Regions from separate parts of the Mus musculus genome. Here region 1 is linked to region 2. Evidence: chromatin contacts called from public promoter capture Hi-C data. All regions are on one chromosome and are shown on one strand. Each heading gives the region's core, a stretch centred on a gene start, on an enhancer-like site or on the middle of the called end of the contact. The rest is flanking DNA. Distances are from core to core; before and after follow the strand shown.

Region 1 (6,812 bases), core at 2,917-5,416, 540 kb before region 2:
ACAAGCAAATCCATGACTGTACACACCAGTGTATCAATGCTCACACAGAAAAAGTTCACACCCCAACAGACAATGTTTTAAATATATTCCTTCACTAATAAATGCAAATCAAAGATGCTACCCGGTCCGGGTCATGCGTATTAGAAAGGTCATACCCTAAACATAACAAGTGTTGGTGAGGATATGGAGAAACTGAAGCCCTTATGTATTACTTACGGGAACATAACGGTGTTCAACAGCATGGAAACGGTTCGGTGGTGTCTCAGGCAGTTAAACATAAAAACCACTACACAACCCAACAATTCCACTCCTAAGTACAAATCCATACTAGTTAAAGCAAGTACCCCGACCAGAACAAGCCTGCACGTCCTAACAGCACCGCTCACAAAGGCAAAGGCAGAAGCAATCAAATACCCATCACCAGAGGAGTAACCTGTGGTGTATACACACAAAGGAATATTAACTGCAGAATGAAATGAGCTACAGGTGGATGTTAGCATGGTTAAAGTGAAAACGCACTAAATAGGAAAGACTCTAGACACAAAAGCAACAAACTGTAGGGTCCCAGTTATATTTGATATCCAGAATAAGCCAAGCCATTATAAATGGAAAACACGCTTGCAGTTACCAAAATCTTCTAAGCAGAGGGAGGGGGAGCAATTGCTTAATGGAAACGGTTTCTTTTTGAAGGCATGGAAACAGGAATATAAAACAAGTGGCACCTGCGTGAAGGTCAGACACCCGGTGCATTGCACTCTGTGAAAAGGAGCTGATTCAGACAGAACACAGGACATTGGTATGTTGGTGGCCTTGTTAGAGATTTACCTTCTGCCCAGAATGAGGAACTGGGGAGCAGTATACAGGAACAGCATGGGAAAGTCTCACTGGTGCTGAGCACCTGGGCTGCAAAGGTGAGAAGATCACAGCAGAGGCCAACCCAGATGTCAGCATCCAGACTGCAGCTGGAGACTGTGAGTCACCGACAAAGGTGTTTCTGGTTTGCAGTGGGCACCGTGTGTATCCAGAAGATCAAAGTGTGCCGAACAAACACCAACAGGACCAGGCATCCGGCAAAGGAGTCTGGGTCCTGCCAAGGCTCCAGGATGCAAGATAAAGGGCAAACAGCATTGCTGATGCCTGGCCTTTCTGGCCTTCCCCTTCACCTCATACTCACAAGTTTGTGGACAAAAATATTAATGATGTCTCTCAGATAACCTTAATTGAACTGTAGCTGGGGTTACAGAGAGGGCTGTAATATTCATATTTTAGTTGCCTTCCTTGTTCACATTGATTTCATTATTTGCCATTGACTTAAACAAATATTTGCTCCTTGTTATTTACTGCTAAGAATTCCAGGAAACACAAACGTGGTAGCTTAGGGTTTCTATTGTTGTGGTTATAAAGCACTGTGACCAAAAGGAACTTGAGAAAGAAAGGGTCCCCAGGCCTTCCCCATCAGTCTCTAAGTAAGAAAATGCTCCAGTGGGTTTGCCTCCAGGCCAGTCTTACAGGACATTTTCTCAGTTGAGAGTCCCCTGCCCAGATAGCTCTAGGGTTTGCCACACCAAACCAAACCAAACCAAACCAAACCAAACCAAACCAAACCAAACAAAACCAAACCAAACAAAACTAACCATGACATATGGATAATGCGTCGTGCATAAAATCCACTTATTCAGCCATTTAGCATATGAATTCCCGAATATCTCCTCTGGTGCTGCAGTTTTACCAGAAAACACAACAAAATTTCTAATTTATGAACTTGGCAGTTGAGTGGCATAGGTGTCCAATTTAATGCCCTGGTCACACAACTATACAAACAAATGAAACCCAATGGAAACATGCACACAAGGGTTACAGGCAAGGAGCTACGCTTACAAGGAAGACATTTGCCTGGGAGTGAGGCAAGCCTAGAGATTGGGGGTGGGGGCGTATAGTATCCAAACATAAATCAGAGAAGGCAGAAAAGGATGAAATTAGGGTGTCCAGTCATGAACAGGGGGCCTAGTCAGCAAAGCCAGGGCGGCCCATGGGCAAGACGGAAGGCCAGATGTGCTCAGTGTATGTGATAGACTAGAAAGTGTCTGAAGGCAGAGGCAAGGGGCAGCAGTAGCCAAGTCATACTGAGGACCAGAAGAGCTTGAGGCATGTTGAAAAATCATATGTAAACTCAAAAGGAGGTACTTTCTAAACGTCATCTCAGTGAACGTGTTGCTCAGTAAGAGGCCAAGGTTGAACAGATTTGGCCACTCCTCCTGACACATGGTTAGTGGCCTTTGCAAAACTGAATGTGGATAGATTATTTAGTCACCAGCTGAACCACCATTATTTAAAGTAGCAGTCCAATGCTCTTATTTTAACTCCAGTTGCCTGAGGTCTTTTATTGTTAAAAATATCATAGCTTCTTTTCATCAGTCAACAGAGACTCCATTTAGTAGGGAGTGAAACCCCAGACTGGTCTCACTGAACATCCGAGGAGAAAGTTGAATGACTGCTAGAGCCCCCTCGTGATGGATACTGGTGAAGGGCAGGGGTTGCTGCCTCTGCAAGGCTTTCTGATTCCCTGAGGCCATTTCTCTGCATCTCTTTACGGACTGGAGTCTCCTTCCTGTCTGGAGCCCTAGCTAGGTGTCCTCTCATAGATCTTTCCAGAATGGAAGCTCATTTGGGATCACCTGCTGGTTCTCCCTCTAGGACATAGCTGCCTGTAGTTTGGTTTCTCTGCTCCTTAGCATAAGAGGAGGGGTACCTAGCTGCCCATTGAATGGCTTCTGCTCCCCACTTGAAGAGAGACTCCAACGAAATTAGTTGTTCACACAGTAACCCTTAAACACAGAAGACCTTGGGTGGTGGCATAGAATTAGAACCTTTGCCCTTTTTGATCTGCAGCTGAATATAAATTAACTCTAAAGGACATTGTGGTTGGAAGGAAATACATACAGTTTGATCCTTTGAAGTCCAGAAATTCGAACTCACATTTTAGCTGTGCAGTCATAGTACTGGCTAGTGCAGAGGTAGGAGTTGAATGTGATTGGCACCATTAATCTGTCTTCATTTGCAAAATGGTTAACAGCGCAGTTCCTCCCAACCCACACCACTGGCACTACAAAGCTGAAATCATGACTGTGGTATTGGCCTATAAGTTCTATTTATAAGGCACATATAAACACATGTAGTTATATTTCCTTGTAATCTTCTGTAATCTGTTTTGCTGACACAGTGGTGGCTGAGTATGTGGGCCGTGTGTTGTTTTTTATAAAGTATCAGGAACACTGCAGATGGGATTATGGTGTTATCTCAACCCTGAGTGACCTGGCAGTTTCCAAAGCCTAGCTATTTGCTCTTCCCATAGCCAAATTGCACCGAGCCCAGTCAGGGCTGAGCTGCCTGCCTGCCTTCCTTGCTCTGATCACGTTGATGCCCAGGGTCATCTCTGTAATCCTCCTCTTGAAAGAAATGTCTGACTCTAGGGAATTGAATTTCATCCAGACGTCTGGGGCGCCACCAATCAGAGCTTGAAAAAACAAGTGTGTGAAAGCCCTTGAATTGGTGCTACTGTGTGAGGGTCAGAGTTCCTCATGTCTCAGTAGTTCTGCAGCAAGTCAAAGGTTTTGTTTGGTTTGGTTTGGTTTGATTTGGTAGAAAAACTACCCTGAAATGAAGAGGCAAACCAGAAAATCCACATTAGTGGGACCAAGCATCAGAGAGTTCACTGGGACCTGAGCTACGTCAGACAGAGAGGGCATTGAAGAAATGAATAGAGATGAAGTTGGTGGAGGCAGAGGGTGCAGAGCAAACTGTGTGATCTGTGTTTGGATGAGGAAGGGACAAGACTGTTTGCCAATCAATAATCTTGTAAATCAGTTTGTCTCTTGGGTTTTATGAGGTTTCTTCGACCCGCTCTCACTGTTAGGAAAAGAATACTTTTCAGAAATCAAGAAGTTCAAGTGTGATCCCCTTGATTTTGTATCAGCAGCTTATAAGTCCTTACACAGTGGCTCTGGGGTCAGGAGTACACGAGCCACAAAGACCTATTCTTATCCAGTGTTTGCCTTGGAACCTGCCGAGCTATTGAGAGAAAGAAAAACACTCGGATCTAGTAAAAGGAAATGATAACCGTAATTACATAACTAGCTTTCCCCCTAATGGTTTCTGGATCGTAGATAACCAGTCCCTGAGCCCCTTATCATAGTGAGACCTGAGAGGCTGAAGTCTATATAAACTAGACTTGGGAAATGAACGGATCATAGAAAATTGTATTATGCATGCCGTTGCATTCGCTGGAGAGAGACAACATGAGACGCCTTGTGAGTACATCTTTAACTTTGAATGTGGAGCATATATATATCCCAGTCAGACCAGCCAAGGAGGTCTGGATCCTCCCTGCCCCAGGAACTGTTCAAATCAACCCAGGCAGAATTTTCAAACGATGATTGGGTGTGCAATCTTCTGTTGGCACTTCTGTTTTGGAGAATCTGAAGGAAGGGTGTCCTCTAATGGAATCAATAACTAATTTCTTAAAAGTCAAGACTCTTTGGAGGCCAGGTAGATACTCATATGCTGGAGTCTTGTCTGCAGTGGTTTTCCGTATTTACAAATTGCCAGTGGGGAATAGCTTAGATGCATGTGGGGCCAGCTGGGATAGAGTGCTTTTTGTCCCTCTGGCTTTTTTAAGACAAGGCCTCATTCTGTAGTCCAGGCTACTTTGACTCGCTGTGGCTTGTCTCAGACTTTCCAAATCCTCCATCTAAGTCTCCTGGGTGCTGGCATTCAAGGCAGGCACGACCACATCCAGCTTTCACTAAAGCAGCTTCACCCTCTGCAGCTCTGTGTCTATGGCAGCTGCGCTGCACTGCACTGTGGTGATGATAACACTGTAGAATAGCCGCTTCCTTTGACTTTCAGGGGCCCCGTTTGTTACTGAAGCCAGATGCCGACTTTTCATGGATGTTAAGAGAAGGGAGGACCCTGCCAGTCCCACTTGTCATGATGGGTGCACTTGAGCTGGGCCAGCCTCAAGTACACAAGAAACTATGGCTAGCTTAACCCAGCCCCCTATTCTTTTATTAATGTCTGCTGCAGAAAACTCCCTTGATGGGCAGAGCACACCACATAGAGGAACTGAACAACTTAAATATTTTAAGGCCTAGGTACATTCTAACATAATTTCCCCCAAAATAGTATGCAAATAACAGTGAGTAGCTTTCTTCTTAGGCAAGGTAAGAGAATTCAGAGGAAAGGAAGCCTGGAGGGTGTCAGTTTCCAGGGGGGATGGAGGGTGGGCAGAGGCGGAATAGGGCTGACTGTGAGATTTGGGGTTTGGATCAAGAGCTGGAGTAGAGGATGTGCCCAGCCCTGGAAGTAGAGAGGTAGCACAAAAAGGAAGAGTGGGAGGCCTGAGCTATAGTGGTCCAGGCTGATCCTACCCTGTCAGGTTGGCTAAATCTATCCCAGTGATTGACAGTAGAAGCCACATAGGAGTGTCCTTGAGTGACTGACAAAACCTTGCCTCCTGAGCAGCAGGCACACCCTGTGTGAACACAGTAAGCTATAGTGTCCTGACACACCTGGGAACTCTGCAGGGATGGAGGGAGGTGAAAGCTGTGGACCCCAGCAAGGCAGCCCTGGAGTCTAAGCTCATCAGAGGCCAAGGACTAAGCACAGTGACCTTTGTTCCATTTCAGATTGCGCCTTCCATTCTTGTGACTGTCTTTCTAGTTCCAGCTCTGGCGCTGACGGTGAGTATGGTGGAGAGGGTCCAGTCTACCTATGTCTTTTAGCAGAAACATTTCAAAGATAATACCCAGGGGTATTATTCCTGTAGTTTCTCATGGATTCCCCCTTAACCCTGCACAGGATGAGCAGATAGACACTTGGGGCCACTGGCTTTACTCATTGTTGATTGCTCCTTCTAGAACACTAGCGACAGTTATCCTCTGGATGGCTCTGTGGGGACCCAGACCATCCATGTCGATGCCCTCAGAGGTGTGGTCAGCATCCGAGACAACAGCGTTCAGAGTGAATGGGATGGAGTCATGGACTACAAGAACGTAAGATGTGAAACGCACTTATTACAAGGACAAGAGAGCTCTTAGGTCTGCTCCAAATGGAAGCCTTTTCACTGTCTTCCTCAGGGACTGGGGTGTGCTATAGAAGTTGGTTTGTCTTCTAATGTTGACTTCTAAAGGAATGCGGCTATGAATCACCACCTCCTTCAGTAACGAGGCCCCTTAGGATGACACATAACCAGGAAGAGTAACCCTGTGACTTAGCCGAACTCTTTAATAAAATCTTCTGTGACCGCGGAGAATATTTTTCTGTTTAGCGTGCCTCGGTTGCCAAATCTGCAAAACAACTCCAGCAGCTGCCTCTCCTACCTAGTGGGACTTTAAAGGATGGAACGAAGTCACCACCCAGCCTCCCCACTCAGCCCTTTGCCACCCAGGTCCTCCTCACTCTGTCACATTCTCTCCAGCACACTGGAAGACTCAGAATAGACACAAGGTGTCCTCTCCACTCTCCCCGCGTCCGCTAGGTTATCTTCCCCTAACGCCTTCTCTCTCTTCACCTCCCTGACTCTTAACTTCCCAAGGAGATTCCCTGAATCCTCCCGGACTACAGATTGCCTCTAATGGATGCTATGAGAAGCCAAGTAAAAAAAAAAAATTCCTCAGGGAAACATTCCACAGTAGGCCACTAGGTGGCGCAAGGAAGGCAGAATTACTGCTAGAGCCCAGGTTCTCAACTTTCCCATTAGTGTGATGCTTCAATATGGTTCCTCATGTTGCAGTGACCCGCAACCATAAAATTAT
Region 2 (7,234 bases), core at 1,935-4,434:
AAATTGACCCTAAATCTGTCCGACTATAGGATCTGTGGCCATAAGCACACTACTATATGTACAAATGAATTTATTTTCTTCCTACACTGACTAGCAGTTCCCTAAAGGCAGACATCACGGCTGGAGATGTAGCTACCTGGCTACCTTGCACAACACAAGCATGATCTCAGCACCTCAATGAAACCCACTGGCTAATTTTAAAAGGCACGCATCACACTTTAGAGTTTCTATCTCTCACCCCTTTTAAACCTTAGCAGTGTCTTTGAACTCAGTAGTGCCACATAAATACTGACTCCTACATAGTCACGTACTTCAAAGGCCACAACTGAAGCTCAATCATAGCCAAAAAATTTGCCAGACCAAATTTTAAATGCTACACTCATGCACAGCCTCAGCCCGTGCTGTTACCACACTCGCTCATTCCACAAAACGTGTCTTAGCTCCCTAACACTGAGGGGCCCTAAGGACAAGATTTGTAGCAACTGATCCGTAGGTTACTCTTACGGTGACACTATCACTAACTGTCCATTTTCTATCTCTTCAAACAGCTCTGAAATGCTAACATCTAGTTAAACATCATGTCCCCAGAGCCTAGCACAGAACTGGCCACATCACAAGCACTCTGTGACTGTTGGCTGAATGAATAAACGAATGAATCAACAGATCCAAGCCCAAAGTTCTACTTTTTAAAATATCAGAATGCACAATGTGCAGCTCTCAGGATGAATTCCAGGGAAGCCTAGAAAACAAAGGCTGATTCTGTGTTTTCTCTTTCCCACCACTCTTCCAGACTCAGAGAATAAGCAAAGCTTAGGGCAACACGTGATGAGAAAACATCCTAGCTGAAAAAAATGTTCCTGGGCTCTGAGGCCATCCTCCTGATCTCATCTCCTTCCTCATTCTCTCTCTCTCTCACCCCCCTCTCCCTCCCCACCCCCCACTGTAGTCAAGGACTTTGGCTACAGGATAAGAGTCAGCTCAGATTCCAAGGTACAGATCTGGCAGCAGACATAGCAGCATCTCCCACCCTGCACCAGAATCCTCAAGGAAAGGTTCAGAAAGGATTGTAACTCAGGCCCAGATTAAGTCCAGTCGGAACAATACTAAGAATGGAAAATAAAAAATAAAAAAAGCAGCAGTAATTTACAAGGAAATTATCAGATATCTCTTCAAAATTGTGCTTTTTAAGTATAGGCTTCAATGTATCCTCAGAAACTGGGCCTTGCCAAATCCAGTACTTACACAAACTAAGTCTAACACAGCTTTGGCCTCTTCCCACCCACCCGTCCACCACCCTACAAGACTCACCATGACAGGCAGTTCCTAGGCCCAGGTAGAGGTCCTTCCTTCAACCTCAGCTTGCAAAAGCCTCCTTTTCGAAGGGGCTGCTTAGCTCTCATTCCTCCTTCCCTCGCTGATAGACTAGCCTCTACCACCATGCTGCCTTCACTGAGGCCTCCCCCAGACCCAAGCCTTGGCAGGCTGTAACGCAACCTACAGCAGACTGGTCCTATCCAATTAGTTTAAATTGCTTCATGCCAAGGAAATTGCTGCTTTTATTAAAAATAAAAGCACAGTAAGCAGGCAATGAGCTGTGAAAAGTATCAGTCTGGCATAATTACGAAGGTCGAGGTTAAGGTTACCCAAGAAACACTCAAGATTTTCCCTAAAGCCTGGGGCAGAAAAATATGTATCTGCAGGAGCACAGATAGACCAACGAGCACACACCGAGAGAAACCACACAGCATCCTCTCCAACTGAGAGAACACTAAACCAGAGCCAATCCTAAGTCATTCTTAATAGAAACTAAAAGGAGAAAAGAGGCCTAGGCGTCTGAGTTCAAAACCATCTCATTCGCTTATGATTTTATCTTAGCCACATCCTGGGGACCTCACTGCAGTTGGGTAAAGAAACAAACCTAACCAAAACACCAAAAAATGCATTCCTGTCCCCAGAGAAATCCTCTTTGGCTACCTACTTAAAGAAATAGGAAAGTTAGGTGGGAGAAGCCCCCCTCTCCTTTAAGATCTCTCCCCATCCCCACCCTTCAGCCTCCGCATCAGAATTTAAAGTTTCAGGGAAATGGCAAGACCACCACCCTGCATTTCACTTATACTTCACACATAGGATCCGAATAATTCGGTCAAAGGAAGAGATTTCTCCACGCGCTCCCCCCACCCACCCAAATGAAAGGCCACTGAGGTAAACTATTTGGGCAATACTGCCCCCCCAAGCCCTGTCAATTCCCAGTCTGAGTTTTAATTCTCTCAAGGACAATGACTCGCAAGGAAAGTGCAGAGGGGGAAGGGAGGGTCAGTTGGTCAAAACCCATTCATACAACTAGAAACCAGAGTCTTGCCACATCAGCACACGAGATTAATTCACCGCGCACTGGCTTCCCAACATACCTTCCGCCAACACCTCGTCCACGGTGACCTGCTGCCTCCCGATGCCGAAGACCCTTCCGATGTAACCACTGCCCAGGCCTGAGCTGCTGCCCCCTCCTCCGCTGGAGCCTGAACCCAGGCCAGAGCTCCCCTGCTCCCGCCTGGAGTCGAAAAACTTCTTCATCTTTCCAATATGAAATGCCAAGGCAAAATGCCGATGGTTTCTAGGTTCGTATTTGTTGTAAAGAAAAGAGATCTAAGGATTTCTTCTCCGGTTTCAGCCCTGAGCAGAGCCCCGGGAATCCGGCCGTGGGGTGGGGGCTGAGGGACGGCGCCTGCAGGAATAGACTGTCAATCGCGCGGCGGGTCCCCTCCTCCTCGGGGAGCGATCGTTTAAGTTTAAACCTGCGATGACAGAGGCAGAGAGAGGATGAATCAGTAACACACTCCAGAGCCTAACTGCCGGGTCCTAGGGAAAGCACAGGCCGTCATCCAGAGGAAACGCTGCGTGCATTTTCTTCGGGAAAGCCCTGGAAACGCACCGGACCCCTGCCCGGACCCCCGCCCCGGGCCCCGGACACCCACTAGCGGCCGCTCGGCGGCGAGCCCAGCTACCAGCCCCGCGACATGGCCACGGCCGCCGGCCTGCGACACGAAGGAGGCGGCGCTGCCGCAGAGCCGGGGCCGCTTCGGCGCCCGCCCGCCCGCCAGCTGATCCCCGAGCGCCGCGCTGAGGCCGCCCCTCCCCCGCGCGCGCGCCCGTCGGCTCCGACCACCCACCCGGAAGTGACCTGCCACCGGAAGTGCTTCTCAGGGCCGCACAGCCCCTTCTCAGGGGCCGTCTCAGGTGCACCAGCTATAGCTACAGAGCGAAAGAAACCGATGGCAAGAAGGGAACCAGAGCAGTGGAACTCGGGACAGAGACACTTGGAAGAGAGCGTTGCCGTAGTCCTGCCGCTGAGCACCCTGGGAAGAGTAGTTCGGGGTAATCTGGCATCTGGACTACAATTCCCAAGATGCCCCGGGAGCGAGCGCACCTTCGGACGCCGTCTCCAGGGACTGGAGATGATAGTGGAGTGGTGCAGAAGTGAGGCTTCGGGTATTTAAGTACATCTGCTAAAGTCACCAGAGACTAGTTTTCCAGCTGCACGTCCCACTCTCTGTAGCCATTTTATCTATGGCTTGGCCTCATGGACAGAGGCACTCTGGGAATTGTGGTTTCACAGGAGTCCGGACTGACACCTGAAGGACGCGGTTTAGCTGCCTCGCCCCAGTTGGGTTTGGGAGTTCCCCGACGTCATGGGAGCGGAGGTACTGAAGGCTTGGGGGCTGGGGAGAAGTGGGTATGATGCCAGCAGGGAGCCGAGCGGAATCTCGGTGCTGAAGGAAACAAAGCAGGTGTCTTCCGGTCCCCGACCACGATGAGAACTGAGAAGCCTGAGGGTCGAAGAAGGAACTGCGGGAGATCCAGTACACGGAGCATCTAGGGACCAGGCTACATCCATCCTTGGGCTCCACCCCAAACCATGGCCCTCTGCCGACCCAGATTTGCCTGGTCCTTACCAGATATATTCACGCCTTTAAAGGGAACTTTAGACACACCTACTGCTTTCTCTTCAGAATCTTTCGCAAGAAGATGCTGTGTTTACTAAGGATCGCTTGGGTGCGGATAGAGTACAGGGCTGTGTGATTGGCACCTGTCAAATGCTAAGGATTTGGAAAGGAATTGAGATCTCTCCTCCTAGATTGCTTCACAGAAGATGTTGTTGTCGTGCCAAATCCCTGCCTCCCCTGCCCTCTCCCCCAAGAAATACATGGTTTTTTCTCTTTTTTGAGTATAGGTTATTTTTCCACCAGCTCCCCACACTTCTTAAAGATGCAACTACCCTCTTGCAGTTCATCCCAGAATTTCTACTTCAGGCACTTGAGGAAGATCTAGAAGGGGGCCCCCAGGAAATAAAAAAAGATGGGTCTTGCTGGGCAGTGGTGGCTCACGTCTTTAATCCCAGCACTTGGGAGGCAGAAGCAGGCAGATTTCTGATTTCGAGGACAACCTGGGTTACAGAATGAGTTCCAGGGCAGCCAGGGCTATGCAGAGAAACCCTGTCTTGAAAAATAGAACAAAAAAAGATGGCTCTTGGTTAATCTGAATATTGAGTCCGGCTGTGCTGGCGGTGGCTATTGCGGTTTCTTATTTCATGTGGTACCATAGTCATATAACTCTCCGGAGAGAGATAGCATCTTAACTTCCGGAGAGAGCCAGTATTGCCACCTCAGTTCACACAATCCTACAGCCACCTTAAGGGTGAGACTCAGCACCTGCGGAACATCTTCCTAACTCAGCCCAGGGTGTGTTCTCCTCGCCTTCCTTAAAAGGCTTGATTTCTGTTACAGAAGCTTAGTGTGTGTCTTAAAATAGATGGGAAATCTTAGTGGGCTTACAGCCCCTCATCTTTCTCAGCACCATTAATTTTGACCGACCTTTAAAGAGTCTGTTAGTCTGTCCATCGAGCCCTGGTGCCTTATCGGGTTTTAATTTTCTCCACTCTCCTGGTACAGACCAGGTTTGCTCAAATCTCAAGCCTCACTTCAGACAGTCAAGGTTTTCCAGAAGGAGTAAGGCAGCCTACTCCCACTGAGTAACATGCTTTTAGTAGGCACTCAGCCTGAGTGAAAGACCACTGTTTAACAGAAGGGGACTGCAGCAATCATTCCTATACATTGATTGACTGGTGTGTATGCGCGAGTGGGGTGGGGGTGGGGGGATGAAAATGGCTGTCATACTTTGTAACTTGCCTGGCCTGGAACTCTCTTTGTAAATCAGGCTGCCTCAAACTCATAGGAACCTGCCTGCCTCTGCCTCCCAAATGCTGGAACACACTGGTTGGTTGGTTGGTTTGTTTTTAAAGTATAGCTTGATCACAATCTGACAGAAATAACTAAGTGACTAATAGGAGACTAAATCTATTGTTTTCATCCTTTCAAGGACTAATATTAATAGCAATTATTACTCAGGTTTTCTAGTTTTGTATATATTATATTATTTAATCCTCACTGTCACCTATGAAACAGAGTACTTTTTTGGGGGGGGGGTTGGTTTTTTTCTTTTTTTTTTTTTTTTTTTTTTTTTCTTTTTTTGGTTTAGGGAGTCTCTGTATATCCCTGGCTATCTGTCCTGGAACTCACTTTGTAGACCAGGATGGCCTCGAACTCAGAAATCCGCCTGCCTTTGCCTCCCAAGTACTGGGATTAAAGGCATGTGCTCCCACCGCCTGGCTATAGAGTACTATTTTTAAGATCATTTTAAAGGTGAAGAACTGAATCACAAGGTAGATAATAAGCCCAGAATCACACTGGCAGCAGCTAGCAACACCAGGATTCAAGCCCAAACACTTTGGCTTCTGAGCTCAAACTTAACCTGTCTACTTAGGAGGAAGAAACTGACTAAAAGCCTTAAGCACAAGTAGGAATCTATGTGGCTCTCTAGAGCTTTGACCATAGAACACTAGATCTTGATACCCATTAACCACAAAACCAGAGCTCACTAGTTCTCAAGAACAAGATACTCTCAAATGAGTCATTCTGCAAACTTAACACACTTTCTATAACACGTCCGACCGTGCCTTGGGTCCCTGTCCAGCATTTCATCTTTGCAATGAAGTGTCTCAGAGTCAAGGGGCTGTCTTCTCTTTACCTCCTTAGGCATCCAACACGGTCTTTGTGTAGAGTGGATTCTTACCAGTACATGTGTGCACTAAATAGTTGCCTTTAGCTACTACAGAAGAATAATCTGAAGTGAAAAACTAAATCAGGTGAGCTTGAAATGAGTCTGGGAGGCACTAGATATGTCCCACTTGCTCTGCAACTCTGTGTCAGGTACTGCCTAAACACTTAACAGGGCATCCTGTTCAGCCCTCACAGCTACAGTGTCTGGAGAATTGATACTGTTGGCTGTATCAACGGAGATTAGATTCTGTTACACTGATACCTTCCATTTCGAATGAATTCTGGAGATGTGAGAAGTGGCTGGTGGACGTGTTTGTCTTCTAAAGTTTGGAGGGAATTATTTGCCCTGTGGTGTTGCTAAATCGGGCATTGTAAACTCTGATATGGAAATGAAATGATGCACTTTGTAATAGTTAGGTTTTTACTGCTGTGATAAAACACTGTGACCAAAAGCAACTTGGGGAGGAAAGGATTTCTTTCAGCTCACAACTCTCCAGGTCACACACCATCACTGAGGGGACCCAGGGCAGGAACCTGAGGGTAGGCAATGAAGCAGAGGCTATGGAGGAACACTGCCTACTGTCTTGTTCCTTCACCAGTAGTTTCTCTGGACTCTCTTCAGGGACTCTAGGTTTATGTGGTCTCAGGCTTCACCTTCTCTCCATGACCCCTTGAAGCCTGGGGCTTCAAATGCATCTGAGGCTGTGCCTTCAATAGTGGCCTCTCCCAGCTTCTTTTCAGGGACTTCAGCCCTCCCACCCAGTTCCAAGCTTCAGTGTTCTCCAGAACTACTTCATGCCTTCAAAAACAACAATGCCTGGGTGACTCTTACATTATCAAGCTCAGCTGCCAGAATGAGATGCAGCCTTGGGCTGCTCTGTGTGCTGATCCTGAGGAAACACCTCCCAGAAGATTTTGCCTTGATGATGCTTGTCTCTTCTTACTCACAACCTATTATTCCGCTCCAGCTGACAAGTATAAATTGTCCAGCAAAGCAAAGGTTTTACTTGAGCAGTTCTTAATTCGAAATGTCAAATGGCCCTGATAAAGTCTTTAAGGGACTCTTGAACTTCCCTCTGAAACTTCACAAGCGAGGCCTCCATCATCTGCACTGCTTTTAG

Evidence for each region. Capture Hi-C pulls out chosen DNA fragments and counts their contacts.
Region 1: a contact with region 2 is called in a promoter capture Hi-C map of liver, with 2.0 times the contacts expected there. The contact joins the promoter of Gkn3 here to the promoter of 2610306M01Rik in region 2. A contact is called at or near these places in 2 of 115 datasets of contacts at active chromatin or transcription factors (bone marrow-derived macrophages and pancreatic cancer cells) and 1 of 9 other capture datasets (liver).

The regions. Positions count from the first base shown.
Region 1 is chr6:87,386,289-87,393,100 of GRCm38.p6, reverse strand. It overlaps Gkn3 (gastrokine 3), which reads left to right and starts at 4,166. Exons shown (of 6, transcript NM_026860.1): 1 at 4,166-4,307; 2 at 5,685-5,738; 3 at 5,916-6,050. The coding sequence starts at 4,266.
Region 2 is chr6:86,845,390-86,852,623 of GRCm38.p6, reverse strand. 2610306M01Rik (RIKEN cDNA 2610306M01 gene) reads left to right here and starts at 3,184. Exons shown (of 1, transcript NR_028298.1): 1 at 3,184-4,217. It overlaps Aak1 (AP2 associated kinase 1), which reads right to left and starts at 3,119. Exons shown (of 16, transcript NM_001378654.1): 1 at 2,409-3,119. The coding sequence starts at 2,571.